Linked DNA regions of Mus musculus: regions 1, 2, 3, 4, 6 and 7 are each linked to region 5. A link is a contact called in public ChIA-PET, HiChIP or PLAC-seq and promoter capture Hi-C data. All regions are on one chromosome and are shown on one strand. Each heading gives the region's core, a stretch centred on a gene start, on an enhancer-like site or on the middle of the called end of the contact. The rest is flanking DNA. Distances are from core to core; before and after follow the strand shown.

Region 1 (2,700 bases), core at 189-2,688, 260 kb before region 5:
AGAGCACTTAGTGCTACGTGCACACTAAGCACACAGGTGGCTTTCTGAAGCTTTCTTCTATAGTGTTAATGACCAAAGAGCTTTCTGACTATGCAGTCTGCCATTTACTTCTGCTAGAAACCCTCTTGCAGAGATAGGCCAGTGGATAAGACATTTGTGGTACAAGTGTACGACCAAAGTACCAAAGTTTGGGTCCCCAACACTCACATAAAATCTGTGTTCATGGCAGAAGAGATGGCTCAGACATCACATCTTTCAGAGGACCAGAGTGTGGCTCCTGGCCCCTCACATCAGACAGCTCACAACTACCCTGTAAGTCTAGCACCAGGGGTTCTGAGACACATGGTTCCCTACATATCCACAGCAAACAAGAACACACACACACTTAAATAAAAATAAATCTTTTTTCTTTTTCGGTTTTTCGAGACAGGGTTTCTCTGTGTAGCCCTGGCTGCCCTGGAACTCCCTTTGTAGACCAGGCTGGCCTTGAACTCAGAAATCTGCCTGCCTCTGCCTCCCAAGTGCTGGGATTAAAGGCGTGCACCACCACTGCCCAGCCATAAAAATAAATCTTAAGAATACCATGTTCAGTGAATAAAGTGGGAATAATCAAAACACCTGACATCAACCTCGGGCTGCCACATGTACGTGCACATGCCTGTGCCTTCACTCATGCATACACACATGCTTGCACACCACACACACATCTACACCAAGGAAGAAAGGATGATGGAAGGGAAGGAGGGAGGGAGGGAGGGAGGGAAGGAGGGAGAGAGGGAGGAAAAAAGGAAGGAAGAGAGGGAAGGAAGGACAGAGAGGGGAGAAGGAAAGAAGGATAGAAAGAAGAGTGAAAGGAAGAAAGGAAAGATGAAAGGGAGGGGAGGGAGGGAGGGAGGGAAGGAGGGAGAGAGGGAGGGAGGGAGGGAGGGAGGGAAGAGAGGAGGAAGGCAAGCCAGCCCCCTATGCCCCCTACACTCCTAGGATCTGCCGAAGCAGAGAGTGAGGAGGAGTGGAGGTGAGGGGCTGTGATCATGGCGCCCAGACCCCACCTCAGTTGCTTTTCGCCTTAGAGCCTAAACTCTTGCTTCCTGAGCACTAAGGGGTCCATCTTGTCTTAGCTCGGGAGCCTGGTGCTTCTTTCCCAGGGCTGGCCTGACTCAGGTGGTATTGACCTACAAGGGTTTCCTCTTTGTTGCCCTCTGCCTCGGGGAACTGCCTCTGCCACTGTCTGTCTGTCTTTCCTAGTCATCCTTGGTGCTTCTTTCCTGAAACTGCAGCTCTAGGAAAGATGCTCCACCCACGAGGCCTGGTGTTTTGCCAGGGGTTTCTGTAGCTGCTAGTTAAGCCAGCCTTCTGAGGAAGATTTGAAATGCTGTGTGACAGTGACCTGGGGGTGGAGTTACCTGTTTATAGAACCACAATTCCTCCAGGATAGGCAGAGTCACAGCCGGACTTCGCATCCAGCCAGGAGTTGGATGTGGAGTGGAGATAGAAGAGTAGGCATGGAGAGCCTGTCACCCGAGAGACTACATGGCCATCCTTACCAGGTAACAGTGTCTGCCAGGCCAGTGGCCAGCAATCAGGGAGAGCCTGAGCCCAACAAGTCTGCTGTGGCTGCGAGCGGGGTGGGATGAGTCTCTGTGTGGCTGAGGGGAAGGGAGGTTGGTGTTTGGGAGTATGGAGTGGGCAGGGGTAAGCAGCACCCATAGAAGTAGAGACCTGGGGACCACGGTTCTAGTCAGCAGGGCTTCTGTTCACCACCATGATGTGCAGGCAAGAGCATCCTAAGGGCTGTTTTCTCAGGAATGCTCCCTCTGCCCCACACTAGAGAACAGTGGCTGTTCCTCCCTAAAGAGACCCGCCAGGCCCTTATAGTGCACCATCTGCCACCATAGGCCAGCAAACTTCCTGGAAGCAGCTGGAGCCCTGTGGGTCTCAGTGTCTCAAATCCTCATGCCAATCATTTTCTGGCTCCAAGAGTTCTGGGGCTGCACCCAGGCCAAGGATCCCACAGACTGTTCACTCTGCTCAGCCCAGAGTTCTCATCCTGTACTAGAGACCAAGGCCAACAGGGAGAGGTCCTCTGTCTGCCCCCGGTGCCTCAGTAAGTGTCCTCAAGGGACACTAAGTTTCCAAGGTGGCTCTCCAAGAACCACCTTGTGTTTCATTTGCAGACCTTGATGGGTTTCTCACTGGGGTTCTGAGAGGCAGCCTAAGCTATGTGAGGCAAGCAGCTACAGGATACTGATGCTGGAAAGGATGTGGGCACCGCCAGGCTGGATCGCTGGGGGAAATGGAAAGGAACGCTTCCATTGGAAGGCAAGACTTGTTGTGCTAGTCTGAGTTTGAGAGAACCCATACCCAGGTCAGCCATCAGTGACAGTATCTTGTTGTGACAAGGTAGTGGAGGGGGGTGACCAGTCCTGGCTCTATTGCTCCGTCCTCCCAACTGGAGTTTCCAGGATTGGGAGTTTTTGACTGATATGATTGACTAAAAGTCCTGCCCTTAAGACTTGTAAAGTGGCTCCTGAAACAGCTTTAGCAGTTGCTTCTTGGGCTTCTTTGCTGCTGACTGGGGACTGGAGCTTTTCCTGGTGGCAGGAGAATGATTGGCAGAGCTGGTTGGGTACCAGACTGGTTCTGTGGGAGCTTCTGTGTAGACTTTACAGCTCAGCCTGACTCACAGCGGGCAGGGATCTC
Region 2 (2,700 bases), core at 38-2,537, 440 kb before region 5:
TAAATAAAAAAGACTTGATAGCTCACACCTTTAACCCCAGCACTCAGAAAGCAGAAGCAGGCAAACCTGTGTGTTCCAGGCCAGCCTATCTCAAAGTCGGGAGAAGGAGGAGAAGGAGGAGAAGGAGGAGGAAGAGGAGGAGGAGGAGGAGGAAGAGGAAGAGGAAGAGGAGGAGGGATAAAATAGTAATTTAAAAAAGAACGATACAAATGTGCAGAAAGCATTTGTGGCTTTTTTATAAGGCAAATGCATCTTTTCATGGTTTCTTGGTCATTTCTGTCCCTGCCTTTCTCATTTTCTACATTATCCTGCCAAGTCATGTCAACGTATTCACTGTGGTCCCTGGAGCTCTGTCCCTGTCATGACCCTCAGGAGGAGCTGAGGCAATCCTAACTGTTATTTCTAGAACCTTCACTTTCACCAAAACAGTTGCAGCCTCCCCTACCCTCTGCTGTCCTGGGTTGATGGTTTGGTGCTACTGTGATTCTCTGCAGCCAGAACAAGCATCTAAGTTAGTATTAGCATTTCAGTTACCACCAGCACCACTTACTGACTGTGCTACGTGTGTGTGTGTGTGTGTGTGTGTGTGTGTGTGTGCGCGCGCGCGTGTGTGCATGTGTGCACGTGTGCACATGTTGGATGCAGTATCCTGTTTTATCCTTCCAGAACTCAGTGAAAGCTGGCGTTTTCATTTGCTTTTTACAGATGAGGAAGCTGAGACCCAGGAGTAGTCAGTCACGTGGTTTAGTGGTGGGCACAGTTCTGGTTCCCCTTGTTTCAAAACCTGTGTCCTGGGCTTTCTTGTTAATGGCTATTACTGCCTTACTGTAGGCATCTAAGACAATGGTTCTCAGTTTGTGGGGTGAGACCCCTTTGGGATCACCTAAACCATCGGAAATATCAGATATCATTATGATTCATAACAGTAGCAAAATTACAGTTATGGAGTAGCAATGGGAATAATTGTGTGGTTGGGGGTCATCACAACATGAGGAACTGGGTCAAAGCATTAGGAAGGTGGAGAACCACTGAGCTAGGACTTTAGGGACATCACACAGTATCGTGCTAAGCAGAGAGTACATTTAGCTCCTTTATGGAAAAGCAAAGTGAAACTTGGATCGTTTTCCTGACTTGCTGCTAGCAGCAGACCAGGCTTCCCACCAGGTCTGCTTGTTCAAATCCTGTCTCAAACTACTGTGTACTGTGGCCTAGTTCTTCCTTCTTGTGGCTAGTGTGGTACCCAACTTCCCTTTCAACTGTCTGACAGAAGGCAGCAGACATTCTATAACAGATCGGAAGCAGAGACCTCCTGCTAACCCACTTTCATTGGGAAGGTAATTTCACTGGGAAATAAGCTATGTGGTTAAGCTTGTAGTCTGGGGCTGGGTGTCCCTCTATGTAGACTAGGTTCTCCTGGAGTCCAGCTGTCTCTAAATCTGCTCACAATGATGTGGGGACAATTGTTGTTTTGATATAGCCTAGTGTTTCTTCATTTTAGAATTGAGTAGTACTGACTAAGTGACCCCAGGCTGGGAAGACATCTCCATTATAGACTTCACTTTAGAGGCTGTGGAGCCCCAGAAGAGCCCAGAGGCCTCCTGGAATCAGGAGAAAGCCCTTCCTTAAGGATGCAGATGTGTTGGCTACTGTTTGATCTCAGCTGGGAACCAGTATGTCTGGTGACTTGAGGTTTTCAGAGTCCTGAGCAAGTCCACAAATATTCACAGAAGCACAGCATTGATTTGGAAGTTACCAATGAATTTAAGTAGGAGAATAACAAGTATAGAATCTAGATAATGAGGCTTGGCTGTGCAGTTGAGGACTCTAATGGCCTGAGCTGGATAAACCCCTGCCCAAGCGTTTTGTGACTATCTGATAAAGCAACCAGAGATAGGGTGACAACCGAGGAACAGAGGACACCACTGGATACCTTTACTGTTGTCTGGGTTGTAACCAGATGACTTCCCGCTAGACATGAAAAGCTTTCCAATATGGAAATTACAGCATGTGTGTGTGGAAGGAGAACTCCTTTGCCCTTCTGACTCTTCATGTCAGGAGGAAAGCCAACTACCTCAGACCTTTGACAGTTGTTCTTCAACATTTTGCTCCTGGACTTACATGGAGTGTTTAATAGCAGTTTTCATGCTGTACTGAGTGGCACTGTGGAGTGGCCAGGATGCTTCCCAAGTGTGAGAGGTCCTGGGGCATCCATGGAGACTCACACAGGTCTTCAACCCACAGCCTCTCAGTGGCAGGGTCTCCTCCTCTGTCTCCCCCACTCCAGAGCTCAGTGAAGCCTGGGCATTTTCTCTCACTTTGTTTTTCTCCATTCCAGAGCTTTCTAACACTGGCAAGCTGGCTCAGCACTGCCACTTCAAGACAGGATGCAGAGCAAGTCTGCCCTTTCCCAAAAGGTTACTGGTCTCAAGTATTTCACAGCTTCAGTGGCTGTTAGGCCATAGAGAATGGCAGGAGCAGTGTGTGTGTGTGTGTGTGTGTGTGTGTGTGTGCATGCACCTCAGGCTTTCCCTAGTCCAATTCCAGTGCAGTCTACCTTTCACTCTTGTTATATATCAACCAGCTGATCCTTTTCTTTCCTTTTTCCCTTTAGAAAACAATCATGTTTGCCTCCTTTAAGAAAAGCACTCAGGCTGGGCAGTGGTGGCGCACACCTTTGATCCCAGCACTTGGGAGGCAGAG
Region 3 (2,700 bases), core at 96-2,595, 330 kb before region 5:
CAGCATGAGGATCCGGGTTCGTTTGGATCCGTGTCATCCATGTGACAAAGCTAGTGCCCTTAACACTGAGACTAGAGACAGGTGGGTCCCTGGAGCTTACTGGCTTGCCAGTGAGCTAGGCTGGCTAGTTGTAAAAGGGGTGGATATGTCTCAGAAACGAGCAAACAAAAACACAGGCCATTTCTCATAATGTGGAAAACAGCTGAGGAAGACATCTATCTGACCTCTGACCTGAAACATTGGTCAGTAACAGTGGCTCGCCAGAAGTGCTTACCAGATTGCATCTTCATTAATGTATCTGACCTTTGGGCGGGCTTCTCTAACATCTCTTGCAGGTAGATTCTGAGGTTGCTTCCCAACATCCTCCAGTGCACACATAACAGTCCCGTATGCAATCCCTAGGGGATTATGCCCGGGCTAAGGAACATTAGCCTATAATGGCTTTCCTGTTCAAGTGTATGAACTTACTTGAGTTCATACTACTCTCCAAAGTTTGAGTAAAGTTGGAATGAGGTCTGAGCCTGAATTTTTCAAAACTTGCTTGACTAGGCACTAGGAGAGAATCACTGGTCTACAGCTTTAACAATGTAAACCTAAGGTACAACTAAGAATTAGCTGAAATGTAATGATGGTACTGAAGCAATCTATTGACTGGCTAGAGTGTGTCAGACTTGACAGATGTTCACGATTCTAAGCAATCTTATTTTGAAGAAGGTTTTGCAGAGTATGAAAGTAAGGCCTGCAACAATCTATTTCCAAAGAAAAAGAAAAGCCAAATTTCCTAAGTGGTATATCTCCAACCCAAGACTGACGCCAAGGCAGAAGTTCCTTTTTCCTCCGTGGTTGGGAGGGCTGGTTTTTGAGACAGGGCCTCATGTATCCTAGGCTGGCTTCAAACTTGATACGTACTGAAGATAACTCTGAACCTCCTGCGTCCTGGGATGTCAGGCTGCCATCTCTCCTGACACGCAGCCCAGTGAGCTAAATTCCTCTTTATCGCGAGGTCTTCACTAAGTTGACTGCCTAAAATCAGTTTCTCGGGCTGGCGAGATGGTTCAGTGGTTAAGAGCACTGACTGCACTTCCAAAGGTCCTGAGTTCAATTCCCAGCAACCACATGGTGGCTCACAACCATCTGTAATGGGGTCTGATGCCCTCTTCTGGTGTGTCTAAAGACAGCTATAGTGTACTCATATAAATAAAACAAATAAATAAATCTTTAAAAAAAAAAAAAAAAAGATCAGTTTCTCTTCTACCACCACAAACACCAAGGGACTCTGAGCAGCTGGTATGGATGTGAACTCGGGTTGGGGGCGGAGCTTCTGCTGCGGAAGGGGCGGGCTTAAGGCAACAGGAAGTCCGGCGGCGAGGATGGAGTTGTTGCTGAAGGCCCTGTAGCAGGGGTCCCTGGTGGAATACGAGTCTTCCCTGTTTTCGGACGGCAGGCTCCTCCCAGCAGCAGGGGCGGGACAGTGGCGGTGAAGCTCCCGCAGCCATGCATGACGCTTTCGAGCCGGTGCCGATCCTGGAAAAGCTTCCCCTGCAGATCGACTGCCTGGCTGCCTGGGGTGAGCCGCGGGGCCTCGGGTCAGGGAGGCAGCGGCCCCTCACGCCGAGCTATAGAGAGGCAAGGCGTCTGACCCTGTGGGTGGGCTGCGGACGCAGGCTGTCAGAGAGGGCGGACGTGACTGGACCCCGGGCGGCTTGCGTGATTGCTAAGGACAGTCCATTTGTGGACGCTCCGCGCTCTCTCTTGTGCGCTATGCAGTTGGAGGCTGAGCTCACATTATTAATGTGCTCTGTTGGGGCCCATTTCGGTTCCCAAGAAGTCTTGAGTGAAAAGGGCAAAGCCTGCCAGGTGCTTCACCTTGTTAAATGATTGCGGTGTGTTCTAGGTGACAGACAATGTTAGCACCGTATGCTTCAGAGCATTTAGTGTTCACTTAGTTTATTTTTCCTTTTAGTAGTTAGCTCATATAACTACCTTATGTCGTGAGGTGCCCAAGTTACCTGACTGAAGTGGAAGAGCATCATAACAGATTGCTGTGAAACCTGACCCATGCGACCTTGTATACTTTTTCTTGGGATTGACCAATGCAGAAAGCAAGGTCAGCATCCTTCATGTTTTCTGGAGTTCAAGAACGTAAATCTTGGCTCTCAGGCTACATCGAGTGCTTTTCTATGCATCGTTATTACCCATAACAGGCTACGTAAAAATAATTCAGTCTTTTCTGTTAATGTCCATGCCCTAAATATCAAGAAACATCAAGGGCCCATACAAAGGTAAAGTTCAGAATCTGTACGTAGAGTTTACCCTAAGGAAGGCACCACGATGGACCACAAGGAAATGTTGATGGTGACCAGTGTGCCGAGCATCTGTTGCTAGCGCTTCCCAGGCATCCTTGCAGGTTCTTTGTGGCCTCCTTAGAGGGATTCACATCTTTTTTTTTTTTTTTTCCCTGTGCTCTTCTTTGAGCAGCCCCTAGCCTCTGTAAAATAGTACCTCCAATGTAAACTGATGTAGTCCTTTGAATTAGGGAGAGAATAGAACCCAATTTCCTACAGCCATCTCAAGAAAACCTCATTTCCTGGAGGAAAGTGCTCTCAATAGAGAATAATACATGGAGGGGTTCATTTCTCTTTTGTTTCATTAAATATGTTCTGGATACCCACCTGTACCGTTCTCTCTACTATGGACAGG
Region 4 (2,700 bases), core at 86-2,585, 350 kb after region 5:
GAGACCTCTAGTCTATTACTAAGGACTCCCAAGAAGCCTTTTATACAAATACTTTGTAGTTTATACCAACATTTTTTATTATAAACATTTGTTTTATGCAACTGTCCAATTCAATACATGAGGCTGATATTATATGTCCATTTTACAGTGGAAACCAAAGGTAAATGGCTAGAAAGAAATTAGGAATCAGAATTACAGATTCTGAGTTTAGTACTCAATCTACTCCATTTATAAAGCTTCCTACCCTTCCTTTATGTCATTTACTCATGAAACATGGAGGAAATCATCTCCTGATACCATCAGAGTACTACTACACAAACAGCTTCCTCCCTGCAGTGTTTTTTTAAAGTACAGAAGCAATGCCGGGTACTCCAAGACGCTAAAGCCACAAGTTACTTTCAGTACTTCTCAGATCTTCAAGTGAAAAAGAATTCTATGCTGCTGCATAAAAGAGGCTGAGCGCTTGGAACACAGTCTCTCTCTGCTGCCCTACAATTCAAACTTCCAGTTATCTGCCCTCTCTCCTCCTCCAAAGAGTTTTTTGTCAGACATCCCAACGAGAACCCATTTCGACCGTAAATGATCATAGTCTCCCCCCCACCCCAAGCACCACGAAAGCTCTTCGGGACATGTATGGGTGTCTCTCCTATGTCCACATGCCTGGTCTGAAAAACTTCACCTTCCAGAGTCCACACCTTCTAGACAAATTTTCCCTCCCACCGCCCCATGCTCACCCTTGCACCTCCTCCAAAATCTCTCAGCCATTGGGGTTGGCGGGCGATACTTCCTATCTCGCCCAGCCCGAATCTCCCTGCCTGCAGTCATGACGTCCCGATCCGGCCCAAGCAGACAGCGGCCCCCTTCAGTACCCCAAACCCCGAGGCCCATCAGCCCAATTCCCTGCCCCGCCTCCCGGCCCAAGGCGCCAAGTCCTCGGGGCTCTGTCTCCAGGCCTGGCCCGGGCTCCAAGGGCCTAAGATTCAGCGGGGAGACAGGAAGGGACTACAGTAGCGGGACGGACACCAGGCTGGCCGGGCGCTCGGGCCGGGCGACTCCCAGCTCCCGTGGCCAGGACTGAGCCCTCCCGCTCTGCCGGCCCGCGCCTCCGCGGCCTGCCCTCACCTGATCCAGGTTCTCGTCACTGCCGCTGTCTTCCGTATCCGAGTCGATCACGACACGGCCTTTCCGCTTCTTTACCATGGTGGTCCCCCGGCTTCCACGCCGGACGCCGCCCTGACTCCCCTCTTGCCCGCCTGCCAGTGGGACCGCCACTGCCGCCGCCGCCACCGCCGCCGCCACCGCCGCCGCTCGACCCACACAAAGGCGACCGCGCATGCGCGCTCCGCTCCGCCCCTAGCCCCGCCCCCCGCCTGGCGCACGCCGTTCGCCGGCGCCTGGCGCCCCGCCCCGCCCCACCTCCGACGCAGCGCGAGGGGCGGAGCCACGCGCCCGAGGGTTCCGGACCAACGCTCCCTGATCTAGCTGTCCGGAAGCTTCTGCAGTGTTGGAGTTGTAGGCTGCCCAGGAGTTCCCTACTTGAAGCGAATTTGAGCCTCCGGACCAGGGTCCACTCTGAGGAAACTCATCCATCTCCAGCCCTGGAATGCGGCCTCAGGGACCACCCGCATAGTCGACAGCCCCTGGAAATTGCTGAGAGCTTGGGTGGAGGAGCCAGAGTCCGCCTGCCTGGGCTGTTATTAGTGACAGCCTAAATGCGACCCAAAAACTAGGGAAGACTATTCCAGCGATAATCGGAGAACTCAGATTCATTGTAGGGAAGGACCAGGTGTCGGGGTGTGGGATGAGCAGAGAGGTGGCCCGGGAAGAAAGCAGTAATTTAATGAGCTATGCTAAGTAGTTTCAAACTCGCTTGAGTGTCCTGGGTCTTTGGTAAGGAACGACAGTGACTTCAACACTGGAAGAGAATGAGAATAGAGAAATAGATGGGTTCTGAATTATTTGCTAGTTGGGGCGCAGAGGAGGCAGAGGTTTCAGATTCTGATTTAGGAAGATGAGTGTGAGCTTTGTCAAGAAAATATGACAGAGGTTTGGAAGGGAAGAGGGCTGTATAGGAAATGTTTTATGTCGTTGAATTTGAAGTCATCTGACAAAAAGGTCAACGCTGGGAATGCATTTTTATATATTATTTATGTGCAGCAGGGTTTATATTAGGGAGTATTAACAGTTACAATTTGAAGTTGTTCTCAAGTCTTAGAACGCACTGGTTCACTCATTCTGATAGACAACTTTAGAATTCAAATCTTTCTCGACTAAGTTGATGAGGTCTTGCTTTCTTACTATCCCACTTTGACTCTCTAAGTTATTTTTCTCAGCTCAACTACAGTACACATCACATCCCTTGCCAGGTGTGGTAATTATAAACCCATATTTTTAGATACTTGGAAGGTTAAGACAGGAAGAACATAAGGAACACAAGTTCAAGGCCTGCCTAAGTCTGCATAATGAGTCCAAGGCTAAGACCCTGTCTTAGTCGATCAATCAATATATAAATAAATACCAGGCAATGGTGGCCCATGCCTTTAATCTCAGGACTTGAAAGGCAGAGGTGGGCAGATCTCTGCATTCCAGGCCAGCCTGTCTACAAATCAAGTTTCAGAACAGCAAGAGCTGTTGTACGTAGAAATCCTGTCTTGAAATGCAAGAGGAGGAAGAAGAAGGTGAAGGAGGAGGAGGAATAAG
Region 5 (2,700 bases), core at 196-2,695:
CCAGGCTGGCCTGGAACCACAGAGATCCTCCTGCCTCTGACTCCTGAGTGCTGGGCCACCATCACCTGACCTGAACCTGCCCTTTTCCAGCCTTTGGGTTTTCTATAATTATGCTGGTTTTATTTGCTCACCATTTCCTTTAGAGGGTGGGTGTTTTTCTCCCCTAAAGCTTCAAAATGAACTTCAAACAATTCCTTTGACCCAGCAATTCTGTTAAGAATTTGACTGACAAAAATAAACATAAACACAAAGTCTGCTCCAAGCTCAGTCCACACTGCTTCCTGGATATAGCAGGCACACCCGCTCTGAGGGTTTAGCTGACCCATCAACCGTCCTCCAGGGCAGTGCTTCCTAATGCTCTACCCTTTAAGACAGTTCCTCATGTTGTGGTGACCCTAGGCTGTAACATCATTTCGTTGCTACTTCATAACTGTGATTTTACTAGTTATGAGTCACAAGATAAATGTCTGATGTTCAGGATATCTGACATGCGACTGCTCTGGGGTCTCGACCTCATAGGTTGAGAATACTGCTCTAACCACCTGTGTGTGACACAGCCGGTAAATTGACAAAATTGTGCTTGATCAATTGCTCTCCCTCTGTGTGTGGGTGTGCGCATGTGTGGTGTGTGCCTGTGTATGCATGTGTGGAGGCCGTTGACATTAGGTGTATACCATTCTCCACTTTATTTTCTGAGTCAAAGTCACTGAACCTGGAGCTCAGCAGTTGCTAAGCTGGCAGGCCAGGGAGCCCCTGGGGTCCTCCTGCCTTTCCCTCCCACCTCTGGAATCCCATCAGAAGTCCACCATCACCACACCCAGTGTTTTCTGTTAGTGCTGGGGATGTGACCCCAGATCATCATGTGCTTAAGAGCTTTACCTACCCACTTAGCCATCTCTCCAGCTTGTTTAATGATGGGGTAGTGAGGACCAGAGGAAGAAGAAAGGAAACACACAAGATCAACTGGGCGGCTGCCTACAATCCTCAAAGCTTGGAGTCTGAATGAACGAGGGAAGTCGCCTGCTTCTCTCCTCAGAACCCACCAGCATCCGAGATGTTTGAGGTGAAAGTATAGCATGGCAGCGCACGGGGACTCAGCACCCCGCTGGCTTTGAGAATGGCACCATGACTACCGTCAGAGCTGTGCTGGGTCTTGAAAACTACAACTGCACCCCACGAAGGCAGCCAGGCGTGCGATCCTGAGCTAAGGAGCCGTCCGCCAGCTAAAGAAGGGTACACACAAAACTGTGTGGCCACCGGTCGGACACTCATGCACACTGAGTTCCAGGGTGCCCAGGCTCCCTCCGCGCTGTCCTCGCGCGGTCGCTGCTGCCTGTGAGAGTGCACTCACCGCGAGCCGCCGCCGGGAACTCTTGCAACGCCCTCCGAACTGCCTCCAGAGCCGCCTCCGCCATGACGGCCGCGGGACAAGAACCCGCCCCTATTTCCGCTCCAGGATCGCAGCCCCGCCCCCGTTTCCGCCCTCTAGGAGGTGCAACAAGCGGCGCTCTTCTCAGAATTTGCTAGCAGGTTAACAAATGATTGTGTTTATTGACAATTTCATACATCCGTACAAACGAAACGTTAAAACAGTCCCACCCCGTACAGCCGGGGAGGAGACAGGCGCCACAGTATAAAAGTTATAAATAAGGGGCTTTCAAAACTGGGATAGGACAAATCTGGACATGGGCAGCAATTGCCAGTGGCCTCAGACATGCAGAAGAGGACAAAGTGCCACAGGCCACAAGACCCCACCCATGCAGGGTAGTGGCGCTTTCTCTAGAAGGGCAGGCTGGCATAAAGACCTCTAAAACCTGGTGGAGGTCAGGGCAGTGGGCCGACTTCTAACCCCCACACTGCCAAGGGGCCCACCTCAAGTGGCTTCGGTTCTTTGGGCTAGGAGTTTGACTATGCGTGTGGTAGAAAAATGGGAACACATGGTTTGGGTATTCACATGGTTTGGGTATACTCAACACTCAGGTTGAACCAACAAAGCTAAGCACCCATTAAACCTAGTTTCCTGCTAGCCTCTGCATTCAGAGCTGGGAAGTGGCGTTGAGGTTTCGACAGGTTTGTGTTATCTAAACCTGGTGAAATGTCACTACTCTGCCTTCCCTGATGCAGAGGAAAGGAGGGCCCAGGCCCAAAGACATACTCACTCCAATTCTGCAACCACCTCACCACTTCTTCCAACATACAGCTTCTCTCTCTTTTTGCTACTCTCTAACCGTTACCTTAACTCTATCCCTACCTCTGCCACCTACCTGTCCGGCTATTACTTTTCCAGTGGTCTCTTGCCCAGTGCCTTCATTCCACAATCTCCAGTGTCCAGTATTTCTGGGCACTCAATACTGCCTTTGAAAAGAGCCTCCTCCATGAGCCAGGTGACCCATAGGCCATCTCCGGTCAGCCTGGCTGTGGACACCACAACTCCAGAATTTCAGTCTAGTGTATCCATCCCTTTTTGTGTTTAGTGTACCCATCCCTTTTTGTGTTTCTGGATCAGAATTCCAATTAATCCAGGCTAGTGACGCTGAGGCAAAAATGTGAGGAAACCAGGTGCATACCAGCCAGGCAAGTGTTCTAAAATGAGCACTCAACTGTGCATATGATTTGTGTGTGTGTGTGTGTGTGTGTGTGTGTGTGTGTGTGTGTGTGTGTGTGTGTGTGTGTGTGTGTGTGTGTGTGGCCAAGGTTCTA
Region 6 (2,700 bases), core at 76-2,575, 430 kb after region 5:
AAGGATGTTATATTCCCTTCCTCTGGCTCATACCTATTTTTTTCTACTTGTGGATCATATTAAAAAGAAAAACTACTTGTGCTAAAGGGGAGGGGTTTTGTTTTTTGGTTTTTTTTTCACCCCCTAAGCAAGTGCTTCCTGCTTCAGCTCTGCTAAGTCTAGGGCTAACAAAAACCATATAATCTATCACAAACATTCACTCACATTATGATTTTTCCATTTGAACTGGCTCTCACTAATATGCCAGTTTATTTCTGAAACAAGGTTTTGATAGATGTAAATTTCTGGCCCTGAGCACCAACACACGCAGCAAATGTCTCCCCGATCCAGAATTCAGAAGCAAAGACTTTCCGAGAATTTAGCTGAATACCAATAAAAGTAAGGGGGCTCCCAATTACAAAGAGATAAAATTAAATAAGAATCAAATATAAATATCTTGTTAGTACTACACTGTCACCAGTGTACACCAACTACACAAATGAGATTCCAGCAGTACTTCCAGAACTATAGTTCTAAAAAAACGAAAAGAAAAGCATCGTAAGCCGTTTCCCTTGATCCTGGGTAAGAAATCAACATAGGTGAATTCCACTGAGACCCGTTTGCCGAAACTAATGCGCCATAAGGGCATTATCAGGACGTCCAAGGACAAAGCTGCTTACTACGGTCATAAAAGTTTGGCAGGGGCGAGTATGAGGTAAAGGCTGCAAGAGTCTATCTGTAATACACATACTCAAATGAAAATACCAGAGGGAGCCTCTTACAGCAAATCTCAAGGTCAACGCGCCAGGGACACAAAATGCCCAGAGCTGCAACAGGCCTGTCAACCTCAACCGGTGACGCCTTCGGTAAAGGGTCAAACAATACAGAGATAGTCTTAGAAAAATAAAAGGGAGGTGCACACAGCGGCTTCCCGATACGGCCGGCGTACGTGCAACTCAGAGAACCAGGGCAAAGCACGCAGCGGCCAAAGCGAAGGGCGCAAGGAAGGGCGTGGAGCGCTGGTAAGGGAAGGACGCGGCCACATACCCGGAGGCGGCGGAGCCGACCGGACGCGGCTGCGAATGCAAAGCCCTGTCAGGCCCAGGCCTCGCCGGCTCCCTCATTAGGCTCGCCGCTACCCCGTCCCGAGTTGTGCCGCCCCACCGGCTGCTCGTCTCCCGATAGACAGACGGACTTCTCAGCTCACCTCACACGGTCCAGCACAAGTACTCCGCTTCTCACGGGAGGCCTGCCCCGGGCCCGCAGGCCAGCTGCCCGGGGCACGCCTCACTCCGCCATCTTCGCTCCTTCCCCTGTCCGCCAACCCAGGGGCGGAGGCGCGAAAGGCTCCGCCCCGCCTCCGAGTGATGATTGGACAGCACCTTGCTCGCGCGCTCTTTTTCCATCGCGGATTGGCTGGGAAGTACTTCAATCAATCCCTCTCTCTGGTTCTATTTTTTGTTGTTGGAGCTTAGTGCTCCAGTTGAAGTTAAGGAGGAAAAGGGTTGTTGTAATTCACTTGAGGAAAAACATTCCGCACGGAGGCAGTCTCACTTTTTAGTAAGATAGCACTACAAGGCCAAATGACTATTTTAAATTATCGTTACTGTAAAAATATACTGTTACTAGTAATTCCTCTCTTGGCTAAAGGATTTTTATACCCGGACTAACACTACACCCAGAGGAACAATTTCATGGTGTCAGTTCTTCTGACTTTGACCCACTTGAGAGAATGTTGCCTGCTGTTTAAAGGTCAATACAGTAGCGTAGTTTTCCTCACCTTAAAAGGGCCTGCCCGCTGCCTGAGAAAATGTTAAACTGCATTTGTTGTTTGTTCCAGTTGTAGGATTTAGAGATCCTTTAGCGGTATTTCCAGGAGAGGTAGTGAAGGCAATAGTGTGACTCTTCCAGGTGATGACACACGTTCTTCTGGATAAGCAGTGCTTCCTAAATGACGGGGTTATCACTAGGCCATTTATTAAATCCAAATTTCTATGCTTCCCTCTGTGATAAGGATGCTATGCCATACAAAGACAAAACACAGTTGTCTATTGAATCTATTGGCTAATAAAATAATAATAATAATAATAATTACATTATTCGTTATTATTATTAGAATGTTAGAACCTATTGAATAATAATAAATTCACAAGCTACATTGATTTATTGGCTGCAACTGGCCATCAGCCTTGATTTCCCTTTATAGCTGGGCTGGTGACAGAGACCTTGTGTATCCCAGGCTGGCCTCAAATTGCAATGTAACAGAATTACCACACTGGTTATGTCCTGAATCTCAAGTGAGCAACAATGTCCTCCATCCAAAGACAGGTTCTTTGAGTGTTAGCTACTATCAGATCACACATCACTGCACCGTATGTCTCTGTGTATGAATAGGCACACTGTATATCTGTATATACTTAGACTACAGAAGGCCTGCAAAGGATTACACAAACCTCTGTGTTCAGTGAGGTTTTACTACATCCAGACAGAGCTGATATAAATGGGAAAAGTCACCACAGTTAGATATTGATGAACTCATTTAGAAAGACACAGAGTATTGAAGCTAGCTGAGGGGTCCAGGTGAGTGTCAACGGAGGAATATGGTGAGGTGCAGGACTGAGTAGGGACAGACAGATGCACAGACAACAGTAATCCAAAGGAGCGATATCAAGCAATGAGGCCTGGGCTAAGCCGAAGGGCTGCCCAAAGAACCAGCAGAAA
Region 7 (2,700 bases), core at 195-2,694, 270 kb after region 5:
CCCAGCTTCAGTTTTTAGAAGTAAAAACATCTTTAGCGTTTAGGCTTCAGTCATTGACTTAGTTTTTTGGGTTTTTTTAAGTCCAGTATGTGTTTATTGGGATGGTTCTTCCCTTAGTTGCCTCCTCCCAAAGAAACTCCTCCTGTAACCTTTGCTTTCCCCCTTGGAGGCCGGCAGAGGGCAGGGAGTCAGGCAACCCACAAGACCATTATTTGTGCAGTGCTAATGACCCTGGTGGGATTTTAGCCTCCTGGGTGGTTTATACCCATGGATTAGAAATTAGGAACCTTGAGGGGAGAGGCTGGGGGTGGGGCGCTGAACAAATAAATTAATTAAAAAAAAGAAATTTGCACTCTTCTACAGATAGCTGAGATCCTTTGCAAAAGATTTATTCTGGTAGGAAGATTTTGTTTTTGTTTTGAGGGGACTCATAGCAATCCTGCTGCTTCAGCCTTCCAAGTGCAGGAATTACAGGCATGAGCCACCATGCCTGGCTTAACATTAGCATTTTGAACAAAAGATAAAGGACACAATACACAAAACTATCCTTCCATGTGATTTTGCAGTTGGTGGCCTGTGGCTGAGCCACTCTGCATTGCCTGGGAATGCTAGCACTTGAATCTTCTGACATCTTTTTTTTTTTTTTTCTCTTTCAGAGACAGGGTTTCTCTGTGTACCCCTGGCTGTCTTGGCACTCACTTTGTAGACCAGGCTGGCCTCGAACTCAGAAATCTGCCTCTGCCTCCCAAGTGCTGGGATCATAGGCATGCGCCACCACCACCCGGCTTCTGACATCTTTTTAACATATCTATTAGCTTTTTGAGAGGAAGTCTCATGTAAGTCCAGGCTGGCATCCAGTTTGAAAGCAGAAGATAACACTGAACTTGGGGTCCCATCTCCACTTGGCAGGTGCTGGGTTACAAATGTGAGCAACACTGTCCACATTTTTCAACACCTTATCCAGTCATGGCAGTAAGAAATTGTCCACAGGAACAGTGTGCAACAAACTCAGAAAGTCATGATTCTGAGGTACTGGGATGTCCTGCCTCATGGTCAGAAAGGGACACAGCAATGGCAAGCAATAATGCCTTATGGGGGACAGTTTAGTCGCCATCACCCAGGAGGCAGAGGCAGGTGGATTTTTGGAGGCTCTACATACTTCCCATGTGTGATCATGCACTTAAACTAACACTGACACCAATAAAGCCATTCACTATTGATGCTATCCTGAGACCCACAAAAGCTACTGCCATGTACTAGGTGCTGTCCAGCCTATCACAAAGGTATAATGTAGAGTCAACTTTTTCTCCTACCAGGAACTCACTAGTTTGTTGGTGTGCCATAGGTGGGGACTAGAGCCCTTCAGCTCAGCAAGGCTCCTCCCAGAAGCCTGGGGACCTCGCTGTCCTCATGCTCCGCCTTTTCCTTCTATTTCCCGGGTCTGACGTGAGTGTATACAGGCCAGTTGGAAGTCGGCAGGGTAGTGGTGATAGCTCTGAGACTGCTGACACGCCTATAAACTGCAGCTAGGGAATCGAGTTCTCAACCATCATCCTTTGCTGGAACCAAGGGATTGGGCGATGGGCTGCTCCCACCGGCTGCTGCTGTGGCTGGGAGCTGCTGGTAAGTGCTGTTTGGTGGTCAGGGTACCAGCCAACCAGAGACAACTAGATTTGGGGCTGCATTAGCAACAGACCAGGTCTCAATGGTTCCTTCTAAGGTGGCCTTGTGCTTTTAGAGTACAGCAAGAAAGGTGCGGAGCACGTCCGAATCTAAGAATCAGATGGGGCCTTGGCACTACTTGGGAGGAAGCTAGAGAGAGGAGAGGTGGTGGGGTGCTGTACAACAGAGAGCGGTGCAGCCCCCAAGTCACTCCATGAGAGCTCTGGAATGATATATGTAGACATATATGTATATATATATATATATATATATGTATATATATATATATGTATATATGTAGATATATGTATATGTCATGATATATGTAGACACCTTGCAAGGCTTGGGAAACCCGGTTGGGTGGTAGGTGTCTAGCTTCAGCCTCTGTATGCACCAGCTGGGCGGCATTCGGGGTGTGGCTGGAAGCAGGGTACTGCTGAGTGGCTATCCATCTCTTATGTCTCCCCTGTCACATTCTGCATCATCTAACCCTTCTTCCTGTCACCTTTCAGGAACTATTCTTTGCTCCAACTCGGAGTTCCAGACACCTTTTCTAACACCTTCGCTTTTGCCGGTGCTGGTACTCAATTCCCAGGAGCAGAAAGTCACCCCCACACCCAGTAAATTGGAGCCAGCTTCCCTCCCAAATCCTCTAGGTGAGTTTCAGGCTCCTCCCTTTTCTTGGTTCACCATCTCCAGATCCCTAGGCCTGGAGAGGAACTTTTTCCTTCTCCCTTTGTACCTAGGCACACGGGGGCCTTGGGTGTTTAACACCTGTGGCGCCAGCGGCAGGAGCGGACCCACACAAACACAGTGCGATGGGGCATACACAGGAAGCAGCGTGATGGTGACAGTGGGGGCTGCCGGGCCGCTCAAAGGCGTGCAGCTGTGGCGGGTGCCAGACACAGGCCAGTATCTGTAAGTGCCCAGCAGGAAGAGGGTGGCAATCACCTCTTAGGCTGAGGTTCTACAGACCAGGGAAGTTATCTTAAAACATTCCGCAGAGAAGTCTAGTGTCAGTCACTTCGATTGTCTGTC

The links. Promoter capture Hi-C pulls out the DNA fragments that hold promoters and counts their contacts. ChIA-PET counts read pairs in DNA pulled down with a chosen protein or histone mark. HiChIP or PLAC-seq counts read pairs in DNA pulled down with a chosen protein or histone mark.
Region 1: a contact with region 5 is called in an H3K27ac HiChIP or PLAC-seq map of embryonic stem cells, with 4 times the contacts expected there. The contact joins the promoter of Pla2g4d here to the promoter of Jmjd7 in region 5. A contact is called at or near these places in 3 of 39 promoter capture datasets (the 3T3-L1 cell line and hippocampal neurons), 1 of 484 Hi-C or Micro-C datasets (bone marrow-derived macrophages), 3 of 115 datasets of contacts at active chromatin or transcription factors (embryonic stem cells, forebrain and stem cell-derived neural progenitor cells) and 3 of 9 other capture datasets (adipose tissue, liver and macrophages).
Region 2: an H3K4me3 HiChIP or PLAC-seq map of bone marrow-derived macrophages shows a contact between it and region 5, with 7 times the contacts expected there. The contact joins the promoter of 4931402G19Rik here to the promoter of Jmjd7 in region 5. A contact is called at or near these places in 1 of 115 datasets of contacts at active chromatin or transcription factors (bone marrow-derived macrophages) and 2 of 9 other capture datasets (liver and pancreatic islet).
Region 3: a contact with region 5 is called in an H3K4me3 HiChIP or PLAC-seq map of bone marrow-derived macrophages, with 2.9 times the contacts expected there. The contact joins the promoter of Vps39 here to the promoter of Jmjd7 in region 5. A contact is called at or near these places in 1 of 39 promoter capture datasets (macrophages), 2 of 115 datasets of contacts at active chromatin or transcription factors (bone marrow-derived macrophages and pancreatic cancer cells) and 1 of 9 other capture datasets (adipose tissue).
Region 4: a contact with region 5 is called in a promoter capture Hi-C map of pre-B cells, with 2.0 times the contacts expected there. The contact joins the promoter of Rtf1 here to the promoter of Jmjd7 in region 5. A contact is called at or near these places in 4 of 39 promoter capture datasets (erythroid cells, hippocampal neurons, neural stem cells and 1 more), 3 of 484 Hi-C or Micro-C datasets (CD4 T cells, CD8 T cells and double positive thymocytes), 6 of 115 datasets of contacts at active chromatin or transcription factors (embryonic limb bud, embryonic stem cells, large pre-B cells and 2 more) and 1 of 9 other capture datasets (liver).
Region 6: a contact with region 5 is called in an RNA polymerase II ChIA-PET map of memory CD8 T cells, with 9 read pairs. The contact joins the promoter of Oip5os1 here to the promoter of Jmjd7 in region 5. A contact is called at or near these places in 2 of 39 promoter capture datasets (hippocampal neurons and pre-B cells), 1 of 15 datasets of contacts at CTCF or cohesin (the NIH/3T3 cell line), 1 of 484 Hi-C or Micro-C datasets (CD8 T cells), 2 of 115 datasets of contacts at active chromatin or transcription factors (large pre-B cells and memory CD8 T cells) and 1 of 9 other capture datasets (pancreatic islet).
Region 7: a promoter capture Hi-C map of hippocampal neurons shows a contact between it and region 5, with 2.6 times the contacts expected there. The contact joins the promoter of Ltk here to the promoter of Jmjd7 in region 5. A contact is called at or near these places in 4 of 39 promoter capture datasets (embryonic stem cells, hippocampal neurons and stem cell-derived epiblast-like cells), 3 of 484 Hi-C or Micro-C datasets (cerebellum, frontal cortex and ventral hippocampal neurons), 9 of 115 datasets of contacts at active chromatin or transcription factors (embryonic forebrain, embryonic hindbrain, embryonic stem cells and 3 more) and 2 of 9 other capture datasets (embryonic stem cells and liver).

What each region holds. Positions count from the first base shown.
Region 1 is chr2:120,287,807-120,290,506 of GRCm38.p6, reverse strand. Pla2g4d (phospholipase A2, group IVD) reads left to right here and starts at 1,438. Exons shown (of 20, transcript NM_001024137.1): 1 at 1,438-1,547. The coding sequence starts at 1,476.
Region 2 is chr2:120,467,954-120,470,653 of GRCm38.p6, reverse strand. It overlaps 4931402G19Rik (RIKEN cDNA 4931402G19 gene), which reads left to right and starts at 1,287. Exons shown (of 5, transcript NR_040608.1): 1 at 1,287-1,334. All of the region lies in intron 1 of Capn3 (calpain 3), which reads right to left.
Region 3 is chr2:120,351,782-120,354,481 of GRCm38.p6, reverse strand. Vps39 (VPS39 HOPS complex subunit) reads left to right here and starts at 1,345. Exons shown (of 25, transcript NM_178851.4): 1 at 1,345-1,567. The coding sequence starts at 1,495.
Region 4 is chr2:119,673,703-119,676,402 of GRCm38.p6, reverse strand. It overlaps Rtf1 (RTF1, Paf1/RNA polymerase II complex component), which reads right to left and starts at 1,335. Exons shown (of 18, transcript NM_030112.2): 1 at 1,123-1,335. The coding sequence starts at 1,335.
Region 5 is chr2:120,026,228-120,028,927 of GRCm38.p6, reverse strand. It overlaps Jmjd7 (jumonji domain containing 7), which reads right to left and starts at 1,445. Exons shown (of 8, transcript NM_001114637.1): 1 at 1,352-1,445. The coding sequence starts at 1,415. It overlaps Mapkbp1 (mitogen-activated protein kinase binding protein 1), which reads right to left. Exons shown (of 30, transcript NM_011941.3): 30 at 1,525-2,700. It overlaps Gm28042 (predicted gene, 28042), which reads right to left and starts at 1,445. Exons shown (of 27, transcript NR_104353.1): 1 at 1,352-1,445.
Region 6 is chr2:119,592,921-119,595,620 of GRCm38.p6, reverse strand. Oip5os1 (Opa interacting protein 5, opposite strand 1) reads right to left here and starts at 1,325. Exons shown (of 3, transcript NR_027832.1): 1 at 1,187-1,325.
Region 7 is chr2:119,759,175-119,761,874 of GRCm38.p6, reverse strand. It overlaps Ltk (leukocyte tyrosine kinase), which reads left to right and starts at 1,444. Exons shown (of 20, transcript NM_203345.2): 1 at 1,444-1,623; 2 at 2,175-2,318; 3 at 2,409-2,580. The coding sequence starts at 1,581.